2 separate regions of the Siniperca chuatsi genome follow, and region 1 is linked to region 2. A link is a contact called in public Hi-C data. All regions are on one chromosome and are shown on one strand. Each heading gives the region's core, a stretch centred on a gene start, on an enhancer-like site or on the middle of the called end of the contact. The rest is flanking DNA. Distances are from core to core; before and after follow the strand shown. Region 1 overlaps ppp1r12a (protein phosphatase 1 regulatory subunit 12A). Region 2 overlaps pawr (PRKC apoptosis WT1 regulator protein).

Region 1 (6,252 bases), core at 1,035-3,534, 67 kb before region 2:
GACACCATGTATCTGTCGAGACTTGTCTAAGCCTTCTCTCTCTGTGTCTCTTCCACCCTTCCCTGTTTCCTTTTATACCCTTTCAGATGCTCCCAGACTTGAAAGCAGACAACCAGAGACTAAAGGACGAGAACGGAGCACTCATTCGAGTCATTAGCAAGCTTTCCAAGTAGAACAGACCCCCACCCTGCGCCCCATCTTCTGCACCCCCTAGTCCCCCATGGCAGTGACTAATGGAATTGCACATTTAGATATTAATTGCAACAGACATCAGAGACAAGACTCCTTTTTTGTTCTTTTTTTCCTCCCAACTCTTTATCTCCCTTTTGCTCCTCCACCACTGCAGCATCCATCCATCCATCCATCTGCCCCTGCACCACCTCCTCGACTATAATCCACCTGATTGTGTGGCTGCTGTCCAGATAGAACCACTGAGTTTACAGAGCAAAAGGAAAAAGGGTTGTGTGATCAGCATGCAAAAGCATTGTGGGTAGGGAAGCCTGAAAACTATTTAACCAATAAGCCTTAGTTGTACATAAACAGAAAAAGAAAAAACACTTGCATCGATCTCTTCTCTCTCTCAACTATCACTGAAGAACAGATATTATCCAACACCTGATTTTATTTGTGCCACAATCTCTGATGTAATTTTCTTTTTGTTTCTTCTCCCTGTGTAAGTGTTGTGTGCTGTGCAGTTTCCTCCCTCCCTCCTAAACCCCTCACAGTGCCACTTCTGTCCCATATCATCTCCTTTTGGCCTCCCCTAATTTCTCCTGTTTTTTCCCCACACACAGATCACCAATGCGCACACACACTTGCCCACACTCACCCATTTTTGTACCTCTGTGTGTCTTCCTCCAAGAGGGAAAATTTTGAATTCTCGCTTTAGCGAAACGAGGCGGACCTGGTGGAATTTAAGCTTTCACTGTATGTGCAATATGCATTTCTTTCTCTTTTTTTAATGCTTTAATGATGAGTCCATCACATGTAGGATTTTTCACTCTTCCACCGCTTCATCGCTCACCTTCCTCCTCTTCTTCTTTGTTTTTTTTTGTTTTAAGTTTGTAGTGTAGTCAGTTTATACCCTGTATTTCTCACTTTGTTTTAGCAGGTACTGAGTGATGCTGTATATACCTGTATGTATTTGTTTGAGACCAGCACATGGCATGCATTTATGGTTCCCGTCTGTTACTATTAAAAGTATACAAATTCCAGAGGACAAAAAGGTGTGTTTTAATTATTTTTCTTTTATAGTCTAAAGACATTGGATACAGTACAGTAGAGCCTCTCTCTCTTACACGGGACGGCTTGCAGTGTTCAGTGCTTTTTTCCAGTTTAAAATAAGTGTTCACATAATTGTGAGATAAAACAAAAAAAAATCGCTTCACTACATTTCACTTTCATTGTATTCAGTATCTTGAAAGAGTGCTGTTAATTTTGTTTCCAATTTTTTAAAGCTGTAGTATTATAGCCAAGGTGTTGTCACTAAAAAAAAATAAATATCTTAGGTATCGCTAACCCAGTCCTTTTTACAATGTCTACATGCACTGTCAATGCCATGTGAGGAGTCTTGATGTCAGGTTAAAGCAACTTGCCACCATCAGACATTTCATGCATCTGAAAACATTTTATGCATTTCAGTGGCCTTTTAAGGATATTTTAGTAAAAGTAAAAAAAAAAAAGTCACTGCAGATGGACTGATGACCATCTACTCTGGTTTAGACTTTTTGTTATTTTCTTTATTTTTTTTTTCCCCGTCATCTTGTAAAATAGGTGTGTGGCTTAATACATGCAAGCTGTGCTGTGACTACCAACCACTGAAGAGTTAATTAAAAATAAACTTGTACATTGTAAAGTTCCCATGTCTGATTATTTTCATCATGTTTAATTATTTAAATGGGTTTTGATAACCATGAAAGGTATATCTGGCTACGCTGATCATGTATACCTCTGAAAATGAAGTTTAAGGTCATATCTTGTACTTACTTTAATTGTACATGCTCCATCTCTAATAGAGAGTTGCTGCACTCCATCATACCAGTAGATGGTGCACAGCTTTGCAGACTCAGTCAGGTGTGCTTAACATTATTTTACTATAGTGGAGGGGTTGTTTTTTTTTTTTTTTTTTTAGCTAGTGAGTATATAGTTCTGATCAGGGCAATGTCTTTTTGTTTAATTGAACTAATCCGCACACTTAAATGCAAATGTAACACTGGATACTGAAACACTTAGCTCACACTCACACCCACATAAACATAGACATGCAGAGACAGGAGTCACGAGTCCTATTCAGCTGCACATTACAATGTTAAATGTCTTGACCTCAAGATCTTTAATCAGCAGATCTCAACCATTCTGCTTCTCCAGTAATAGGAGTCACTGTCTCTTGGAAGCAAGTTTGCAGCTCTACAACAACAGCAGAATGCTGACTGCTCTCCCTGTCCTCCCTGAGCCTAAAATCCTTACAGATGTATTCATACTCCTGAATCTGCACCGTTTCACTGTTTTTTATTGTAATCCCAGATGGCAGCGGATTTAAAACAAATAAAGTGCAGCCCAGCGTTAGATAACCTATGCACAACTATAAAGCACTGGAGAAAAGACATATTCCTCTTTGTGATTTATATGACAGTGATTGTACTTTACTGTAAGCTCTAGTTTTTGCATGTATTGTCAGTAATAGCTCACTGGGTGTGACTTGCTGTTTAGACCTGTGATGATGGGCTCCAATCTTTAGATTAAGCTTTGGGGATAAGCGGTGGTATCTGCTATAATTGCCCACAGTCATGCAAAAGTGTCTGGTTTTCTATTTTCCATTGCCTCAGCACTTGGTTAAGAAGTCTGGTTTGTGTCTGTACTGTGACATGGACATGCTTCCACAACCATCTTGAGCAGAATGTCTTCATCAGGACCTTGACAGAAGAAAAAAAGATCTATTAGACAGATTCCTGGCCTTAAAAAGGGTCCCCATGAAATTATAGTAACAAATGGTTTGAATTAATGTTGCCTTTTCATTTCGTTTGCCAGGCTCAAAGGCAAAGAGGACAACATGAGGTTATTAGTTTCTGTCATTATAGCGAGCTATACCTCAATGTGTGCATTCTGATGTCTAATCTGCAACTGTTGTAGATGATAAATGTTGCTCAGCAGGCTTTCATCTATACTTTAGCTCATTCAATTGCAGGCAACTTTGAACCAGATTATTATATTGTGGGTTTGCTGATCTGGGAAGGGTTAGGACTAAATTTAATAACTTGCAGGATTTTTTATGCATGTCATCCCTGCAGCTGTAAATTAATCCTGCTCAGTATTTTAACAAGAATCTTTGGAATAGAGGATTCAATGATGATCACATATGGGTGTAAAGTACAGGTGTCCACATACTCTCAGCCTTTGTTTCTAAAAAATGGTCAGCAGAAATGTAAAGTACACGTGATTTGTAGTAAATTGGAATAAAACATGGCCCTTTAATTAAGTGTTATAGTCAGAACGTGTTAGGTACTAGAAATGTGACCAGTAATAAGTCTCAGCAGAAGCTTTAGAGACCTAAAAAAATGCTCATGATTGCTGACTGGTCTCTTTGATTCCTGACAGCAGCTCCACCATGAGATGACGTGCTGTGCTTTTCTATGTTGGAAATCATCCATAAAGAAGGAATTAGATTTTGGCAACTGCTGTCAGACACTCGCACTCCTTTTATATTCCCGCCATGGCCTAATCTCCCTGTCTTCTCTACCGTAAAGTGCAGCAAGCCAAACAAACCTCCTCACCAACTGCAATTTTAAACCCCCAACACACACTAGACTTAGACACACTGGATGAGCAAAACCCCTCAGCGCTGAGGACAAACAGCAGCGGGGGTTTCTTTCCGATGACAAACAATGACAAATCGAGGCATCCTGATGAAGTGACAGCTGGAATCTGTCACTGAAAGCAAACACAGTCTGTTAGAAAACCAGCGGTGAGTTGGTGTGAATAAATCTAGAAAAGACGATATAGAGACGTCTCAGACTCTTTGACTGTGGTGTCACCAGCTGCATTAATAGGACGTTTAAATATCCTGCACTGTAAAGTATCATGGGAACATTCAAGAGGTTATACAAGGAGAGGACTGATAACTGCAGTGGTAAATGATAAATTAATTAATCAAATAGACAGCTGACAGAGTATTAATCAACAATTATAACCAATTAAGTTGTTTATTAAGGTGAAACTGGCTCCATCTTTCCAAATTTGAATTTTTTTCCTGTGTTTTATATAGGCTAAGTGTAATATATCTTTTGGTTTTGAACAAAATAAGCAACTGGAATGTGTTACCATGGGTTCTGGGAATTTACAATTTTCATTCGTTTTTGACAATATATAGACTAAACGATTAATCAAATAATAAGCCCTAGATACTTGACTAAAATATTGCTTGCAGCCAGATAAAGAGCCATAAGAAGAAGTTGGTGGCTTGATATTGTTCAGTAAAATTACTCAGTGAAAAAGTAGACTTACCCCTTTTTGAGAGTTAAGGAATGCATTTTTGGCAGAAACTGCTAAATCGACCTTAAATATGAGTTGAGACACAAAACAAGTGATGTAATTGATTCATACGGAAGAGTAGCTGCAGGGGAATGTATAAATATGTTATCTCGATAACTATTTGTTCTGTATAGTGCTGCAGAGTTTTTATATTAGCTTTTTAATTCCTCTTAAAGTCAATGAAGGAGCTGGGAAGAAGACAGAATACAAACCTCATGCACCAAATTTAACTTGAGTGTGTGCTTCAGTATTCAGACATTATGACATTATTATGATAATTATGAAGTGACTCCAGTAAGCTGATCTGCCCGCAAAGGGGTGCACTGCAAAAAATCATCAACAAGTCATGTAGTCTTAGATTGAGTCTTAAATGTAAAATCCATGATCTAAATGTAAACAGCAGACATCTATCACTACCGAATTAATCGACAGGTCTTCTAATGCAGGGACTAACACTAGACAACAACAAAATCTAATGTCCTTTGCTGTCAAAGGTTTGTTTACATCAGCATTATTTGTAAACACAACAGTAAAATAAGACTATATTCTCAATTATGATGAGTTGAGTAACACACAAATGCAGATTTTTCAGCTATATATCAAATTCTACAATTGTATTTACAAATTTGGTTCAAATTTACATTGTTATAAAGATTAAGAATTGGACCTTTAATTTCTTATTTTTTTCTAAAACAAATGGGGAAAAAATCTTTCGTTACGTTGTTTCCATTGCAGTTCCATCTGTGTTAAGATTGTCTATAAGTTTTCAATAAGACGAATCAAGTGGTAACAATATGAAGCAAAGATGATGCTTCCACTAGTATCAAAACAATGCCATTAGAAAATTCTTAAGCTGAGTTGAGTTATGCAGGACACAAGTGAGTTTTAGTAGTAAAACAGTTTTAGTAAAACATTAAAAAAGATCGAGTATGAGTTTAGAAGAATTTTTTGCAGTGTGTGCAGCCAACACAAAGCTAAAGGGAGGAGGTTGGCACGGTGACCCACCCAGTCACCTACCATCACGCCATCATCATCAACAGATGGCACCCTGCAGATGGCAATGGGACGGTACTGGGAGCCGTTGGAGGGCACAGAGGGGATAACGGACAAGCCTGCGAGCTGGACAGAGGACTGGATCTGTAGAACAAAGAGGAACCTTCCTCACCACCAGGAACATGAGGGCTGTGGGCCGGGCTCATTGTGCAGCAAAGTAATATGTTAGCCTTTTTGCTAAACTAATGTGAATGTCCTTATAGCTGCAGAGGGTTTTATTAATTAAGTACACATAGATGAAGTTTGGTGACAATTTCTGCAAGGTCTGTTATTTTGGATTCCCTACCAAACTGTGAGAATGTTCCTACGCTGACTTTCACACTCTCTGTTTTATAGGTAGTGTGTCACCTAAAGCTCTCTGTTGTCCCTCTACTTAACTTCCTTCCTGCTGCTGACCATGTAGCTCACTGCAAAACTCCTGACTCACATGTACACAGAGGAGGGTTATACCACAGCAGGCTTGTGACAGGAAGCTCAAGAGTTCAAATCCAGGATCACCGGGGAACATGAACAAAATTCTGTATATGCTCTCCTTGCATCACAGAAATGTCCTTTGGTTACACTGGACACCTCCCAGATAGTGATGTCAGCAATTGTGTATACACCTGGTGGTTTTTGAAGAGCTAAACAATGCATGTTTTAGCCCTTTCACTAAAAATCACATAGTTTACA
Region 2 (6,286 bases), core at 2,343-4,842:
AAAAAATCCAGAAATCACAATGTATGATTTTTTTAACTATTTATTTGTATGATACAGCTGCAAATAAGTATTTGAACACCTGAGAAAATCAATGTTAATATTTGGTACAGTAGCCTTTGTTTGCAATTACAGAGGTCAAACGTTTCCTGTAGTTTTTCACCAGGTTTGCACACACTGCAGGAGGGATTTTGGCCCACTCCTCCACACAGATCTTCTCTAGATCAGTCAGGTTTCTGGCCTGTCGCTGAGAAACACAGAGTTTGAGCTCCCGCATGATGCTACCACCCCCATGCTTCACAGTAGGGATGGTGTTCTTGGGATGGTACTCATCATTCTTCTTCCTCCAAACACGTTTAGTGGAATTATGACCAAAAAGTTCTATTTTGGTCTCATCTGACCACATGACTTTCTCCCATGACTCCTCTGGATCATCCAAATGGTCATTGGCAAACTTAAGACGGGCCTGGGCATGTGCTGGTTTAAGCAGGGGAACTTTCCGTGCCGTGCATGATTTCAAACCATGACGTTTTAGTGTATTACCAACAGTAACCTTGGAAATGGTGGTCCCAGCTCTTTTCAGGTCATTGACCAGCTCCTCCTGTGTAGTTCTGGGCTGATTTCTCACCTTTGTTAGGATCATTGAGATCCCACGAGGTGAGATCTTGCATGGAGCCCCAGTCCGAGGGAGATTGACAGTCCTGTTTAGCTTCTTCCATTTTCTAAAGATTGCTCCAACAGTGGACCTGTTTTCACCAAGTTGCTTGGCAATTTCCCCGTAGCCCTTTCCAGCCTTGTGGAGGTGTACAATTTTGTCTCTAGTGTCTTTGGACAGCTCTTTGTTCTTGGCCATGTTAGTAGTTGGATTCTTACTGATTGTATGGGTGGACAGGTGTCTTTATGCAGCTAACGACCTCAAACAGGTGTAACTAATTTAGGATAATAAATGGAGTGGAGGTGGACATTTTAAAGGCAGACTAACAGGTCTTTGAGGGTCAGAATTCTAGCTGATAGACAGGTGTTCAAATACTTATTTGCAGCTGTATCATACAAATAAATAGTTAAAAAATCATACATTGTGATTTCTGGATTTTTTTTTTTTTTAGATTATGTCTCTCACAGTGGACATGCACCTACGATGACAATTTCAGACCCCTCCATGATTTCTAGGTGGGAGAACTTGCAAAATAGCAGGGTGTTCAAATACTTATTTTCCTCACTGTAACTGAGCAACTGAGTCTGTGATTACTCTTGGAGACATTTTGCAGTTCTCTCTTGTTCTGAAGTTTGATTCGTCACTTCCTATCGATGGAGAAATAAGGATTTAATTTATACCAGTCCCAAAGGTTCACAAATTTTCATGCTAGCCAGTGGGTGCAGGCGATAAAACCTCTGCTTTAGCTTTAATGTCTATATATATTTTGTTTTGACTGCACATATCACAATGTGCAAAATGAGGACTGGCATACAGTAGCCTCACAATGTCTGTTAACAGCTGTGACCTTTCCTTATATTGTTGTTTTGACTCATATTTCAGCCCTTTTTCACCTCAGAAAATAATCAATCCAGCCCACTGACCCTTGTCAGTAGGCCAACAGACTTTGAATATGAAACTTACTATGCTAAATCTTAAATACAAGTTGTATTACAATTTCTGGGGAAACAGTCATTTCCTACATAGTCAGGCTTCTGTTGGAAACCAGCAGGCTGGGTTTCCAGGTCAGTTGTATACACAAAGAATCCTGTTGGTTTATTCAAGTTACACTAGACTGTGGAAGCAAGAGAGTAAACACACATTTACATTTAGACAGCATTTTTTATTTCTACACTGTGATCTGTATTGACTGAAGGCTGTTAGAGGGAACCTGGATTTGGTTCCCCCTTACCTAATTATTTACTCTGGGACGGGCATATAGTAGTACGATCAACAGAAATCTTTTTACAAATGTGTAATCATGATTGCAACTTCTCAAATCAGACCAAAAAAAGCAATTTTAAGAACCCTGGGAAATTGTGAAGGACTGTTTTTTTTACTGTTTTCTGACATTTTCAGACTAAACTATTAGTTAATTGAGAAAATAACTGAAACAATTATGAATATGAAAGTTTTACTTGCAGCCCTAGATGTGTGACATTGACCTTCCATTTTTGTCTTAATCCTTAAGCTTTACTGTTCCCCAGTATGTACAGCCTGGGTTTGAGTTTCTAAAAGTCTCAGACAAATCAACTCCATGGTTAAAGTCCTAGGCTATATTAAATTTAATGGGTTCAGGCCCAGTCTGAATTGGAGTACAGTACACTTGTAGAGTAGCACCATCTGCCTGCCTTCAGCTAAATTCCTGATAAGACAGTTTGTGGGGAAAGAATGAACAGCTAGAACAGGCTTTTCAGGTGCAGCAATAGCAGCTGTTGGATTACACCAAATCCTAGAAAATGTCTGTTTCTAAAACAAAATTCATCAAATTGCTCTTAAATCCAGGTGTTGCTTGAACCAGGCCTTATGTGCAGATGATATTATTTAGTGTAAGACCTGGCGCTGCTGCAGACTGCCCTCTTACTGTCCTCCATCTTAGTAAATTCATCCAGGCCTGAGCCAGGGATGAGATGAGGGCCAGGATTTCACCCACAGGTAATGGATGATATGTCACTGAGACAGAGAGGCTGGTGCATGCTAAGAGTCAGGCACAACGTTTCCCTTCACCTGCTAAACCCAAGTTCTGACTGATAGATTGTAGCCGAGCCAAGGCTCCTCAGTCAAACCGGAGACCCTTCACTGCACAAGACCTTAGGAAAGAGGAGATGCGTATTCATCTCACGGCGTCTGTGACATGCACCTCATTTTTTGAGGGAAGAGCTATTTTACCGAAGGCAACTTTATTGGAGCATGACTGCTGTATAGATCTAAACAACCTTCAGATCATACAATAATGGGAAAAGAAGATAAACATGCACCTCCATGTTGCAAAACAAGATTGCCTTCCACAACTTGGGGCTATAGGGCTCTTGCTGAACTATTAAATGCAACAAAGCTCATCTATATATCAGCTCAGCAGCTGCTATTCACAAACGTTCATACACAACCGAAAGGCTTTCTATAAATGCTGCTCCTGATAAATTTCTTTTATCCTGTTGATGGGATTTTGTGTTTTTTCTTCTTTGGTGACCCAACACAACCCAAGGCAAATGAACTCAAGGCAAAACTCATTCTGATATATACTGCTTTTCTTAAATTACAGTACTACTTGAAATTAGAGTCTTAACAGCACTACTCAAAAAATGTTTAAATCTCCAAAGCATTGGCGATGCAGTTAAGACCCTTGAGATATTGTTTTTGGACTGAAAGTATTCCTTTCCTTTTTTGTTTCAGGAAACCCCCAGATCTGGAAGCGGCCGCCACAAGAGGTGAGACTCATTTTATTATCCTGACACTGAGAGTGGAGTTTATCTGCTTCAGCTTCACTTGTAATGTGTCAAGAGAAGGAACAGAGGCTGGGATGAGAAACATCAGTTTGAGTCATTAATTACGAGAGCAGATTCCCTCTAAAATGGTCTGAGGGCTTTTTTCTTGTGCGTCACTGTTGTTTTTTTTCCATCAGTGCTGCTCTTTTCATGTTTTTGTGGCTCAAGAAAGATGACTGTTTTGAACAGTAGTTGACAGGACACCATCTGGACCTTGGACCATCACTTCACTGCCATAGCTGGCAGGGAGTGTTGAAAGTAAATCATTTGCTTTGAAAGGTTTGGAGTCTAAAATGTGTGGTTGTATTCAGTAAAGATTGCTTTGGCATTTGATAAGAGGCTTTCAAACTTTCAAACAACCTCCATGAAGATTGATGTTTGGACAGACACCTCCCTCTGCGCAGATTATTTTTTTCATACAATTTATTGTAGACATTTCGACAGAGAGCACAAAATTGTGGCCAAAATAAATGTTCTTTCATTCTTCTTCTATTATACTACAACATCAATTAAATAATAGTCAAATTTTAAATGTTTTACATTGTATACCTCTGAATTGTTGAGGGACCAAATGCTTGAAGAAAATTGTGCAATTTATTGATTAGATTAATCCTCACAATGCAGCCTGTAACACACAATCAACATTATAAGTGGTGAAGTCCTTTGAGAACCTCTGTGTGTGTCCAGTGTGTATTTATTTTGCGTTATTTGCAACCAAACTGTGAAGCTGTGGCCAAGCCCAACAGCCAAGTTCACCAGCTGACATTCAATCTGGGCATGTAATTATGGCTGTTGCTCTCATCAGCTGGCCTGGCCACACTTGGACACTCCGTAGTTCTGCAACAGATAACCTGCCAGGTGGGCAAGGCAGCACAAGATGGCTGATAGAGCAACTTTATAGATGCGTGTCTCTCTCTAATTTACTCCCTTTCTGTCAACACCCTCCTGTATCAGTCACTTTATCTTTCAAGCCATTCCTCTGCACAGAGTGCACAGCCTGCTCTCCACAAAAACTCCTTTTGTAATGTTATTTAAAGAACTCTAATACAAACCTTGGTACATGGTGTTCCATCTTGTCTCATATCACATCAAATTCCATTAAATTATCTAGCATTTAATATTGTCTGGCTTGAACATGTCTGATAGAACTTAACTTATTAGCTTATGTGGCTTATTAGCTTACATCCCAACACTTCTTCAGTATCACACATTTTTCAGTGTTTGAAGCTCCTTCTATCTTTCAAATGAAAAAAGAAACTACATATGTACTGTAGCTCATCTTGGATAGTTAGGGGGCCTGGGATATTGGAGCTTTCAAAACCAAAACACACCCGGGCCAGCTCTGCCTATTTAGAAAGCTTGAAATCTCTGCCATTGAGATAAAAGAGGGATGCATTGATCAGCTACACTTGCAAGCCCCCACCCATATATTATGGTCATTTTGTGCAAGAGGACTACTAGGGATTACTGATTACATCTTTAAAACAACTCTGAATTGAGTTTGTCTTGATGTTTTCTCGCTATTTGAGGTAATGGGATGTGTCAGGGCGAGGCATGGTGTTAATCAGATGGTTGAGTGTGTGTTGTGGTTTCCAGTGTAGTTTTGACTCATTCCACATTGACACTTGAGTTTGTGAGAGACGTTGTTAAACCTGTGGCTGCTGCTGTTATAGGCTCTCCTGTCTGTGCTTTCTCCTTCCCACCTGCTGAGGCTCCCAAGCGTGTGTGATTGGCTCAGCCTCTCTCTCCCCCAGACCTCACCCTGCAGGGTGCTAATGGGCTATGGTGTGATATTTAGTATCGAGGCCATGGATGTTTAGGCTTGGCTTCAACACCTGCTGAGCACCCTAGAGTACCCTTGTGTGTGTGTGTTGTTTGTGTGTGTGTGTGTGGGGGGGACGACTCTTGAAACGAGATAACATGCCGCTGCAATGTTTAGCACTCTGTAAGAATGAGCGAAAATAAACAGTTGGTTCTGTAAATGTCAAGGTACAGAAAAATACCGCCTCTGCTTGTGTATGACAAATGGCACAGTAAGCTCAGTAGTGAAAAGGAAGAATGACTGAGCTGAGTGAAATAGATACAAAAGTTAAGCCTTTGTTTACATCATGGGGCTCATGTACGTAGTTTGTCACTTTTCATCAAGTTTTTATTCTGCAGAAAGTCATGCTGGGTGATAGGCCTGTCACGATAACTACTTTTGTTGGACGATATATTGTCTCAGCGATAAACGATATTATTTTCATTTTAAGGGCATTTCCATCATATTCATTTGCATAAAGCATAGGGGTTGTGTCGTTTGCAGCAAGGGAGAGATACAGAATTCTTTAGCCAAATAATCACAAACTCACTACAGGGACATTATATATCTGAAGTAAAAAAAAAAGTTTTTAAAAGATCTACAAAGGGAGGGAGAAGATCAAACAAACTATTTAAATATTTACAAGATATAGGAACACTATAATCCAGAGATCCAAAGAGAAAGAGAGAGAAGCTCAAACCTGCTGCCCCAGACGCTGCACCTATTGATTGTCTGCACACAGTGCAAGAGGAGAGTGGAGAGCCGGCGCTGTTAGCAGAAGCGCCGAGGACTGCGATTACTCTGAGCAGCATGCAGGGGAATAAATCACAATATAATATATGAATTCGAGAGAGGAGCTGCCTGAACGTCACCCACGGTGAAACTCTACACAGAGAGCAGACAATGAGAGGACAGAAGCTGTGCAACCAGAAACGACAGCAAAACGTGTCTCGGCATAGTTTTTTCTGTTCATTTGGCTTAGACGCTGTGAAAAAAGTCTTATAATGGTAGGGAAAACCCTGCTGTTTA

What was found. Hi-C and Micro-C count contacts between places; a contact is called where the count stands out from the background.
Region 1: a Hi-C map of liver shows a contact between it and region 2, with 2.3 times the contacts expected there. The contact joins two enhancer-like sites. A contact is called at or near these places in 2 of 3 Hi-C or Micro-C datasets (liver and skeletal muscle).

The regions. Positions count from the first base shown.
Region 1 is chrLG23:6,079,478-6,085,729 of ASM2008510v1, reverse strand. ppp1r12a (protein phosphatase 1 regulatory subunit 12A) reads left to right here. Exons shown (of 25, transcript XM_044186699.1): 25 at 87-1,858. The coding sequence ends at 173. LOC122871504 (a long non-coding RNA gene) reads right to left here. Exons shown (of 3, transcript XR_006376882.1): 2 at 5,545-5,664; 3 at 784-2,912. Among protein-coding and RNA genes, the nearest start is that of LOC122871504, 6.4 kb to the right of the region's middle. Within about 2 kb of position 2,284, the one cell type or tissue checked has an H3K27ac peak away from gene starts, as active enhancers do. A contact at or near this core is called in liver, where this site is marked.
Region 2 is chrLG23:6,013,382-6,019,667 of ASM2008510v1, reverse strand. It overlaps pawr (PRKC apoptosis WT1 regulator protein), which reads left to right. Exons shown (of 7, transcript XM_044186691.1): 4 at 3,365-3,399. Among protein-coding and RNA genes, the nearest start is that of LOC122871500, 33 kb to the right of the region's middle. Within about 2 kb of position 3,592, the one cell type or tissue checked has an H3K27ac peak away from gene starts, as active enhancers do. A contact at or near this core is called in liver, where this site is marked.